Linked DNA regions of Sus scrofa: regions 2 and 3 are each linked to region 1. Evidence: chromatin contacts called from public HiChIP or PLAC-seq data. All regions are on one chromosome and are shown on one strand. Each heading gives the region's core, a stretch centred on a gene start, on an enhancer-like site or on the middle of the called end of the contact. The rest is flanking DNA. Distances are from core to core; before and after follow the strand shown.

The links. HiChIP or PLAC-seq counts read pairs in DNA pulled down with a chosen protein or histone mark.
Region 2: a contact with region 1 is called in an H3K27ac HiChIP or PLAC-seq map of alveolar macrophages. The contact joins the promoter of CDC5L here to the promoter of TMEM63B in region 1. A contact is called at or near these places in 1 of 47 Hi-C or Micro-C datasets (liver) and 1 of 2 datasets of contacts at active chromatin or transcription factors (alveolar macrophages).
Region 3: a contact with region 1 is called in an H3K27ac HiChIP or PLAC-seq map of alveolar macrophages. The contact joins the promoter of AARS2 here to the promoter of TMEM63B in region 1. A contact is called at or near these places in 1 of 5 promoter capture datasets (fetal liver), 1 of 47 Hi-C or Micro-C datasets (embryonic fibroblasts) and 1 of 2 datasets of contacts at active chromatin or transcription factors (alveolar macrophages).

Annotation. Positions count from the first base shown.
Region 1 is chr7:39,136,370-39,139,093 of Sscrofa11.1, forward strand. TMEM63B (CSC1-like protein 2) reads left to right here and starts at 1,315. Exons shown (of 24, transcript XM_005666056.3): 1 at 1,315-1,589. It overlaps MRPL14 (39S ribosomal protein L14, mitochondrial), which reads right to left and starts at 1,967. Exons shown (of 3, transcript XM_001929561.5): 1 at 1,845-1,967.
Region 2 is chr7:39,383,065-39,385,788 of Sscrofa11.1, forward strand. CDC5L (cell division cycle 5-like protein) reads left to right here and starts at 1,333. Exons shown (of 16, transcript XM_001929597.6): 1 at 1,333-1,670. The coding sequence starts at 1,626.
Region 3 is chr7:39,312,928-39,315,651 of Sscrofa11.1, forward strand. It overlaps AARS2 (alanine--tRNA ligase, mitochondrial), which reads right to left and starts at 1,369. Exons shown (of 22, transcript XM_001929593.5): 1 at 531-1,369. The coding sequence starts at 851.

The sequences.
Region 1 (2,724 bases), core at 65-2,564:
TATTCCTAGTACTATAAACTGCATTCTCGTGAACAATTTCAAATGACTGAAAATGCAGGCTGAGGAAGGCAAGAGTGCAAACAGGAGAACACAGGAAACAGATGTGTTGTGTACCTCTCTGTGACACGCAGAAACACACTGTACAACACTTCCTAATAATACACACTCATGTGTGTGTATATGAGGAAGCAAGCATCCAGAAACACTATTTCATTCTTTTTTTTTTTTCTATTCTACATCACTTCTTTTCTTTTTCTGTCTCTTTTTTGGGGGGAGGGGTGCACCCGAGGTATATGGAGGTAACCAGGCTAGAGGTGGAGTTCAAGCTTCAGCTGCCAGCCTACACCACAGCCACAGCAACACAGGATCCAAGCCTCATCTGAGACCTACACCACAGCTCACCACAATGCCCAATCCCTTAACGAGGGAGGCCAGGGATCAATATTGCGTCCTCATTGATACCAGTCAGATTCGTTTCTACTGAGCCACAACAGGAACTCTTCACTTTTTTTCTTTTTTTTTTTTTTTTGTCTTTTTGCCATTTCTTGGGCCGCTCCCGCGGCATATAGAGGTTCCCAGGCTAGGGGTCCAATCAGAGCTGTAGCCACCAGCCTACGCCAGAGTCACAGCAATGCGGGATCCGAGCCACGTCTGCAACCTACACCACAGCTCACGGCAATGCTGGATCCTTAACCCACTGAGCAAGGGCAGGGATCGAACCCGCAACCTCATGGTTCCTAGTCGGATTCGTTAACCACTGCGCCACGACAGGAACTCCATTTCTTAAATGATAGCCACGATCCACCAAATGGACTTCCAATCAACCAACGGGATGCAGTTTGAATGAGGATTCAGTTTGAACTGCATCAAAACCTTACAGTTATATCCCACAAGCTACTAATGAACTCTTTTAAAAAAAAAACAGCAGACAGCAAAGACACTGACCAACCACAAGAACCAGACACACCAGGTAGGCAGTGCCCTTCCTCGGTCCAGCAGCCCAGACTGAAGCATCTCCCAACCTTCCCACTTTTCCCCAGCAGCCTAAGTCGCTCTTTTGTGAAACCCTTTATCAATTCAGTCCATTCAATCTCTTAGGGTGGCAAAGTTCAATTACTGCCCATCGTGTAAAGCACTATTTCTCTTCTGTCCCAGACTGTCTCTCTTCAAGCCTGAAGGGATAAGACCCTTCCAGGAACCCAAAATTGAACGAACAAGTTGGTACTCCGTGTGACTTTGTGATCTGTCCTGTGGGTAACATACAGGAGTATGCACACGCGCAGACACACCCACACCCACATCTCTCTCATCTTCCCAGTCTTAATCCCTGGCAGATGCAGCCTCTGGTGAAATGAGAAACCTGGGAACCCCCTGGGGCCGGGGGAGCCACTCATCGGCATGACAGTGAAAGCGGTGGACTCATTCTCCACAGTACAGAAGTGCCAGCAAACGAGTCACAAAGTCATCTCAGGGCCCGGGTTGGAAAAGGAAAGGGAGAAGTAGACAAACCCGAGGAGCTGCGCCAGAGTGACCGACCGAGGCCACCTCGCGTGGCCGGCCAGCACCCCGCCCCTTCCTCGGGAAAGTAGGTAAGCGGGGGCGCGGGGTCGCAGAGGCCACGGGAGCCCGGGCGACCTTGGGGAGTGGGAGGGCGGAGGGTCTGGGTTAGAGGCCTCCCTCCCCGTCGGGACCCTCCCACTGCCCCTCTGCCCCCAAAGGGCCCAAGATCCTCCCCTTCCTCACCCACCCAGGGGAGTCCGCCTCCCCTACTGCGGGGAGCAGAGAGAGAGGGGAAGCAGCAGAGTTAGGAGCGTGACGTCCCCTACCCGCCCCCCACTCCATACCGCCTTCGCCGCCCTGGAATATCCCGCTGCAGGCCCCACTGGCCCAGGGCCGCCTTCCCCCCCACGCGGCCTGTAGTCCTGCGCCTGCGCATCGGACCCAGCTGGGCGGGCGGCGATCTGAGAGTGCGCGCGCGCCTTGCGTGAGCTGGCGTGGGGGGTGGGACCTTCGTGGCCACGCCCCTCCTCCTCCCCCTCCCTCCTCCCGCTCCCCCTCCCCCAGACACAGCCGCGGCCGCCGCAGGAGCCCGGAGCTCGAGCCGCCCAGCGACTCCCCCTCCCCCTCCCCCAGCCCCGCCCCGCCCCAACCCGGGGCTCGGAGCTGGAGCCGAGTCTGCGCCTGGGGGTGAGTACGCGACCCTTCCCCGGCCCCCTCTCTTTTCTTTGAGGATCCCACCACCATCCAAAGAAAAACCCCGGACTCGGCTGCGCGTCCCCTCCCTTCAGCCTCCTGCGGGACCCAGAGGTGCCCGGGCCCGCGGGACCCAGTGGTGCCGGGCGCTGCCCCCAACCCCGCACCATCCTGAAGCAATAATATGAGTCCTCCACCCCCTACAGGGGGTCCAGAGGTACACCGCCTTGTGTCCCCACCCCTTGAGAGATCCGAGGGGTGGGACCCCTCTCCCCTGGCCCCCTAGCTCCTCTCTTCTCCCACCTGCCCGGTCCAGGTGCGCGTCCCCTCCGCGCCCCTCCGGGGTTCCAGCTGCGCCCCATCAGCCCGCCGCCGCTGTGGGGAATCTGCCGCCCCCGCCCCCGAGTTTTGGATTCCACTGTCGCCAAGTCCAATGCCCTCGGTGTCTTTTATCTTTTCTCCTGCTCCAGGGGCCGAGTACCCCCGAGGTCGGCCCGGGGTAGGGGTTTGGGCTCCGGCAAAGGCAGGGTT
Region 2 (2,724 bases), core at 83-2,582, 250 kb after region 1:
TTTTGAGATTTTTCTCTACTGTTCACTCGCTGAGTAGCTGGGAAACACAGTGGCAGTTTGGCAATCTCTATCTCATTGGGTTTTAGGTATGTCAACTAATTTGCCCCTCAAATTTATGAGGTATGAATTGTTAACTCCACTTTTCAGATAAGAATACTGACATTCAGCAAGTTTATTACTCAAGCTGATGAGAGAGGCAAGATTTCAACCCAGCCTGATTTTGTCTAATTTTTTATCTTTTTTTTTTTTTTTTTTTTTTTTAGGGCTGCACCGTGGTATATGGAGGTTCCCAGGCTAGGGGTCTAATCACAGCTGTAGCTGCCAGCCTATGCCACAGCCACAGCCTTGCCAGATGTGAGCCATGTCTGCAACCCACACCACAGCTCATGGCAACACCGAATCCTTAACCCACTGAGCGAGGCCAGGGATGGAACCTGCGTCCTCGTGGATACTAGTCAGATTCATTTCCGCTGAGCCACGACAGGAGTTCCTTTCTCATGTTTGTGGATGGTAACGCTCTACTATTAATCCACATAAACTGAATAGCAATGAATGAAAATCTCTGACATGACATTTCTGCAGCTTTCTGGAACAACCACTGATCTCTTGGGGTTGCCCTTATTGTAATAATATATATATATTTTTTCCACCCCACAGCATATGGAAGTTCCTGGGCCAGGAATTGAATCCCAGCCCCAGCTATGATTTATGCTACTTTTGTGAGCATTTGTTATGTATCAAATATTATGGTTAGGTTTACCATCTCATTTAAATCCTTAGGACAGGGAGTTGTGGCGCAGTGGAAATGAATCTGACTAGTATCCATGACCATGTAGGTTCAAGCCCTGGCCTCCCTCAGTGGGCTAAGGATCCCGTGTTGCCCTGAGCTGTGGTACAGGTTGCAGATTCAGCTCGGATCCTGCGTTGCTGTGGCTGTGGTGTAGGCCGGCAGCTATAGCTCTGATTAGATCTCTGGCCTGGGAACTTCCAAACGCAGCGGGCGCAGTCCTAACCCTCCCCCCGCCCCCCCCCCCCAATCCTTAGGACAACCCTCTGAAGTTGTACTATTATTATCTCCATTTTACAGGTTAGGAAATTTGGTCTTAAATAAACAATGGGTTTTTCCTGTGTATTCTGTGGATAGATTTCCATGCGTTAAATGCCTAATAACATGCTAAACTGATAAATTAACAAAGCTCTTTTTAAACCGGGCGAGCTTAAACTCCACACGCGCGACGTTCCCACTCTTTGCCACTAGGTGACGTCACGGCCAATCCCAACGAAACTACAGTCCCCGCTGACACCTCGCGAGAGCCGTGGTTTCCTCCACCTATTTTGGGCCTGCGCCGGGCATAGGCCGCTTTGGCTAGAGCTGTTTGATGTTTTTCTGTCAGTCTTTCTAGAGCAGCGCTTTAACAGCAAGGCACTTATTTCCTCTCAGCCACTTGAGTTCTCGCGAGATTTGTTACCCTGTCCCCGCAACACCCCCTTGCGCCTGCGCAGATCTCTTCAAAGCAGAAGGTCGCGCTTAGAGGAAGTGGCGCCTTAGGGTCCCGTGGCCGCAGCGCCGTTACTACTTCTCTGAATCTCCACTCGGCTGCTTGCCGAGACACTCCGCCGCCAAGATGCCTCGAATTATGATCAAGGGGGGTGTGTGGAGGAATACCGAGGTAAGTCCCCTTTTCCCGCCGTCGGATGCCCTCCGCCCCTCCGGCTGCTGATGCGCACGCGCGCGGGGGTCCAGGAGGCGGGGAGGATGCCTGCGGGGTCTGCGTGGGGGGCGGTGCGGGGCCGACCCCCGGACCTTTACCCGGTGCAGGGCTCAGCGTTATCTGAGAACCTTAAGGACAGGGACCTTGATTTACCTGCTTGATTACTTGCGGGGCCCTGGTTAGGCCCTCAGTGAACATTTGTTGAATTGAGGACGCGCCCTCCGTTCTGGTGGAACCCACGGTGTGTCGGGGAGATAGGAACAGCGAGAGTCGATCTTCTGAGCCACCCCCATTTCTCAGCCCAGGCACCGTGCCTCTCTCTGATATTCAGAAATGAAGAAGTGCTGTGGCCACAACTTTGTTTTTTCCTTGACTTCCTTGAAGAGGGGAAGCAGTTTGAGTGCCTGGTTATTTGCGCCCATTTACGCCCGCATCCCCACGACTGTTACCAAGGCATAACTTGTCTGCCCTCCCTACACATCTCATGGCCTCGCTCTTCCTGTCATTCCACTTCAGCCTGGATAGAAGCCAGATAGGACAAACAGGGTTCCCGAAACGTAGTGGATAATGCCATTCGTGAACCAAAGGATGATAGAGAGGGAGTAAAATAGAAATAAGGTTTTAGTGCGGTTTGTGTTTATAGGGCACCAAATTTGTCAGTTTTCAGAGCACACCATGTCTTTTCTTGCTCTTTATCTTTACATTTTGCACCTTCTTGGAATATCCTCCTACGCTTGGCATCTTTCTGACCCTCCTTCTAAAACTATTTCAGAAACTCTTCTGGAATTTTTCGTCTTGTGAAAAGTAGTTGCACCCCCCCACTGGTCCCATGACACCTCTTTTATCCGTTTGTTTTGGTGTACTTTGTTTTTTTGCAAGCATCACATCCTCCTATGTGAATGTGGGTGAATTTATTAACTTCTCAGAGCCTCAGTTTCCTAATGGGGATGGTAATAATACCTCCCTCTCTTGAGAATTAAATGAGTCACTACATTTGGAACTTTTAGAACAC
Region 3 (2,724 bases), core at 119-2,618, 180 kb after region 1:
TGACTGCATCGCTGAGAGTACAATGTAGTCTTGGCCAAAGGGGCAACTTGGGAGCGTGGGGGCACCCATCTCTGGTAAATAAATCACGAAACAGACACTTTCTGCTAGTAAAATAGGCAAGGTAACAGGAGACGTGTTGGTGGCGGGAAACAGGGCAAGTCTAGGGACGATAAGTGGTGTTCAAAGTCAAAAGCCTTAAAGAAGAAAGACTAACAAATAGCATGTGCTCAACGTTTATTTTAATGAACCGGTTATCTTTAAAGAACTAGTAAATAAAGCCAGACTTCCCCCGCCAGTCTGCCTCCATGGGACTCCACACCCGCTGTTCCTGAACCTAAAACTCGATCTCCAAAGCTGCCGGGTCCAGGCCACCCTAAGCCCTAATTAGCGCCCCAATCTCTTAGCCTAACCACGCACAACCGGCTTTCCCCCCAGCTCCCCCAAAGCTAAGAGCTCCGCCCTTCGCTTCCTTTGCCCAATCCCGAAGAACCCCACAAACTCCGCCCCGGTCAGTGTGGCTCAGCTCCTACCTGGTTCATGCCCGCGTTGACGAAGAGCAAAGTGGGGTCGCCGCGGGGCCGCACCGAAGCGGACGGCACCAGGCGGTGGCCATGGCGGTCTCGAAAGAAGCTCAGGAAGGCGTCTCGCACGGCCGCGGCCTGGGTTGGAGGGGCCTCGGATGAGAGCGCCCGAAAGCAGAGGCCCTGCCATGGAGGCGACCTTCGAATGGCCCGCCGAATTCGCCCAGCTGCAGCTGCCACCGACGCCGCCATCTTAACTCGGGGCAGCGACTTCACGGAGTCAAAGGGCACCGCCGGGATAGAAGGTGGCGTGAGAAGGAGGCCAGGCATTTTCTACAGCGGCCCCTGGCGACAGGAGGACTCAAGGCAGCCTCCGCCTCCCGGTGGAGGTAATATAGGGAAGGAGGCTTCTTCTGCAGGAGTTCAAGTAGCCCAAGCGGCCTGGCACATAGTAGCCCCTTAATTCATTTGGCATTCAGCAAATATTCATTAAGAGCCTACTGTGTGCTAGGTATTGTTTTAGATGCTGAAGGTACATTGTAACAAAATTGACCAGAATCCCTGCCCTTCAGAAATCTATATTGTAGCAGTAATTGTGTTTATTAATTTTGCAAGATTACAAATGGAGTTGCAGTGAACAAGCATGAATTCAGCTCTGTGTGGTGTGTGTGTGTGTGTGTGTGTGTGTGTGTGTGTATGTGTATGTGTTTCCCCGGGTGAGGTGAGAGGCAGAGATGTCCAAGGGAGGTGATATCAGCATTCATTCAAGTCATTCGGAATTTCCTTGTGTCTCGGTGGAAACGAATCAGACTAGTAACCATGATGTTTCAGGTTCGATCCCTGGCCTCGCTCAGTGGGTTAAGGATCCAGCGTTGCTGTGAGCTGTGGTGTAGGTCACAGACGAGGCTCAGATCCCGACTTGCTGTGGCTGTGGTGTAGGCCAATAGCTACAGCTCTGATTCGATTCGGACCTCCATAAGCTGCAAGTGTGGCCCTAAAAAGCAAAAAAAAAAGAAAGAGTCATTCGACAAATATTTATTGAATACCTACTATGTGTCAGGCACTGTGTGGGCAATTTCCTTTGCCCTTGGCATTGGAAATGGCCATTTTGTTCGTAGGGACTGAAGCAGGTCCTTTGGAGCAGGAGTCGAGCTGATGAGACACAGAAGCCAAGCAGCATCTGTTCCATTATTAATTGCTTAATAACATTTGGTCTTTTAATTTGCTTGGGGATTAGAGAGAATCCTGGTTGTCAGGTCTAGAGGAAGCCGTTGGCTGATAGCTGCTGAGATTTCTCTCTCTCTAAGCCTCCCAATGCCCTTGAGTTTTGTGTGTTTTGCTTTAGCTAAGAGATACCTGTTCCACCTTCCCTTCTGTCTCTCTCCATGGTGTCTGCTGTGACCTTGAGGCCAACAAGGGCCCTTGTGGGCGGAGCTGGGGTCTTCTTGGGACTTCTCATGATATCCTCTGCTCTTCGTTTGGAAAATTAAGCAGATAGAGAAGAGAATTTGCCAACGTTAAAGCCCAAAAGGGGGCAGTTCCTGTCGTGGCTCAGCGGTAATGAACCTGACTGTATCCAGGAGGACGAAGATTCGATCCCTGGCCTTGCTTAGTGGGTTAAGGATCTGGCATTGCTGTGAGCTGTTGTGTAGGTCACAGATGCAGCAGTTGTAGCTCTGATTCGACCCCTAGCCTGGAATCTTCCTCATGCTGTGGGTGTGGCCCTAAAAAGACCAAAAAAACCCCCGGAGTTCCTGTCATGGCTCAGTGGTTAATGAATCCGACTAGGAACCATGAGGTTGCGGGTTCGATCCTTGGCCTTGCTCAGTGGGTAAAGGATCCGGCCTTGCCGTGAGCTGTGGTGTAGGTTGCAGACGCGGCTTGCATCCTGTGTTGCTGTGTCTCTGGTGTAGGCTGGTGGCTTCGGCTCGGCTCCCATTAGACCCCTAGCCTGGGAACCTCCATATGCCTCGGGAGCGGCCCTAGAAAAGACAGAAAGACAAAAATAAATAAATAAATAAAATAAAATAAAATAAAATAAGATCCAAAATACCCCCCAAACAAAAAAACAAGCCCAATAGGGGTAGCAGAGCTGAAGTCAGTGCCATCCAAGGCCTCAACCATTCAGGTGGGCTTTTTTGGCCACCATTCTTTGTGAGCTATGTTATTTAGGGATTTTGAAACACAGTTTCCCTGGTAAATG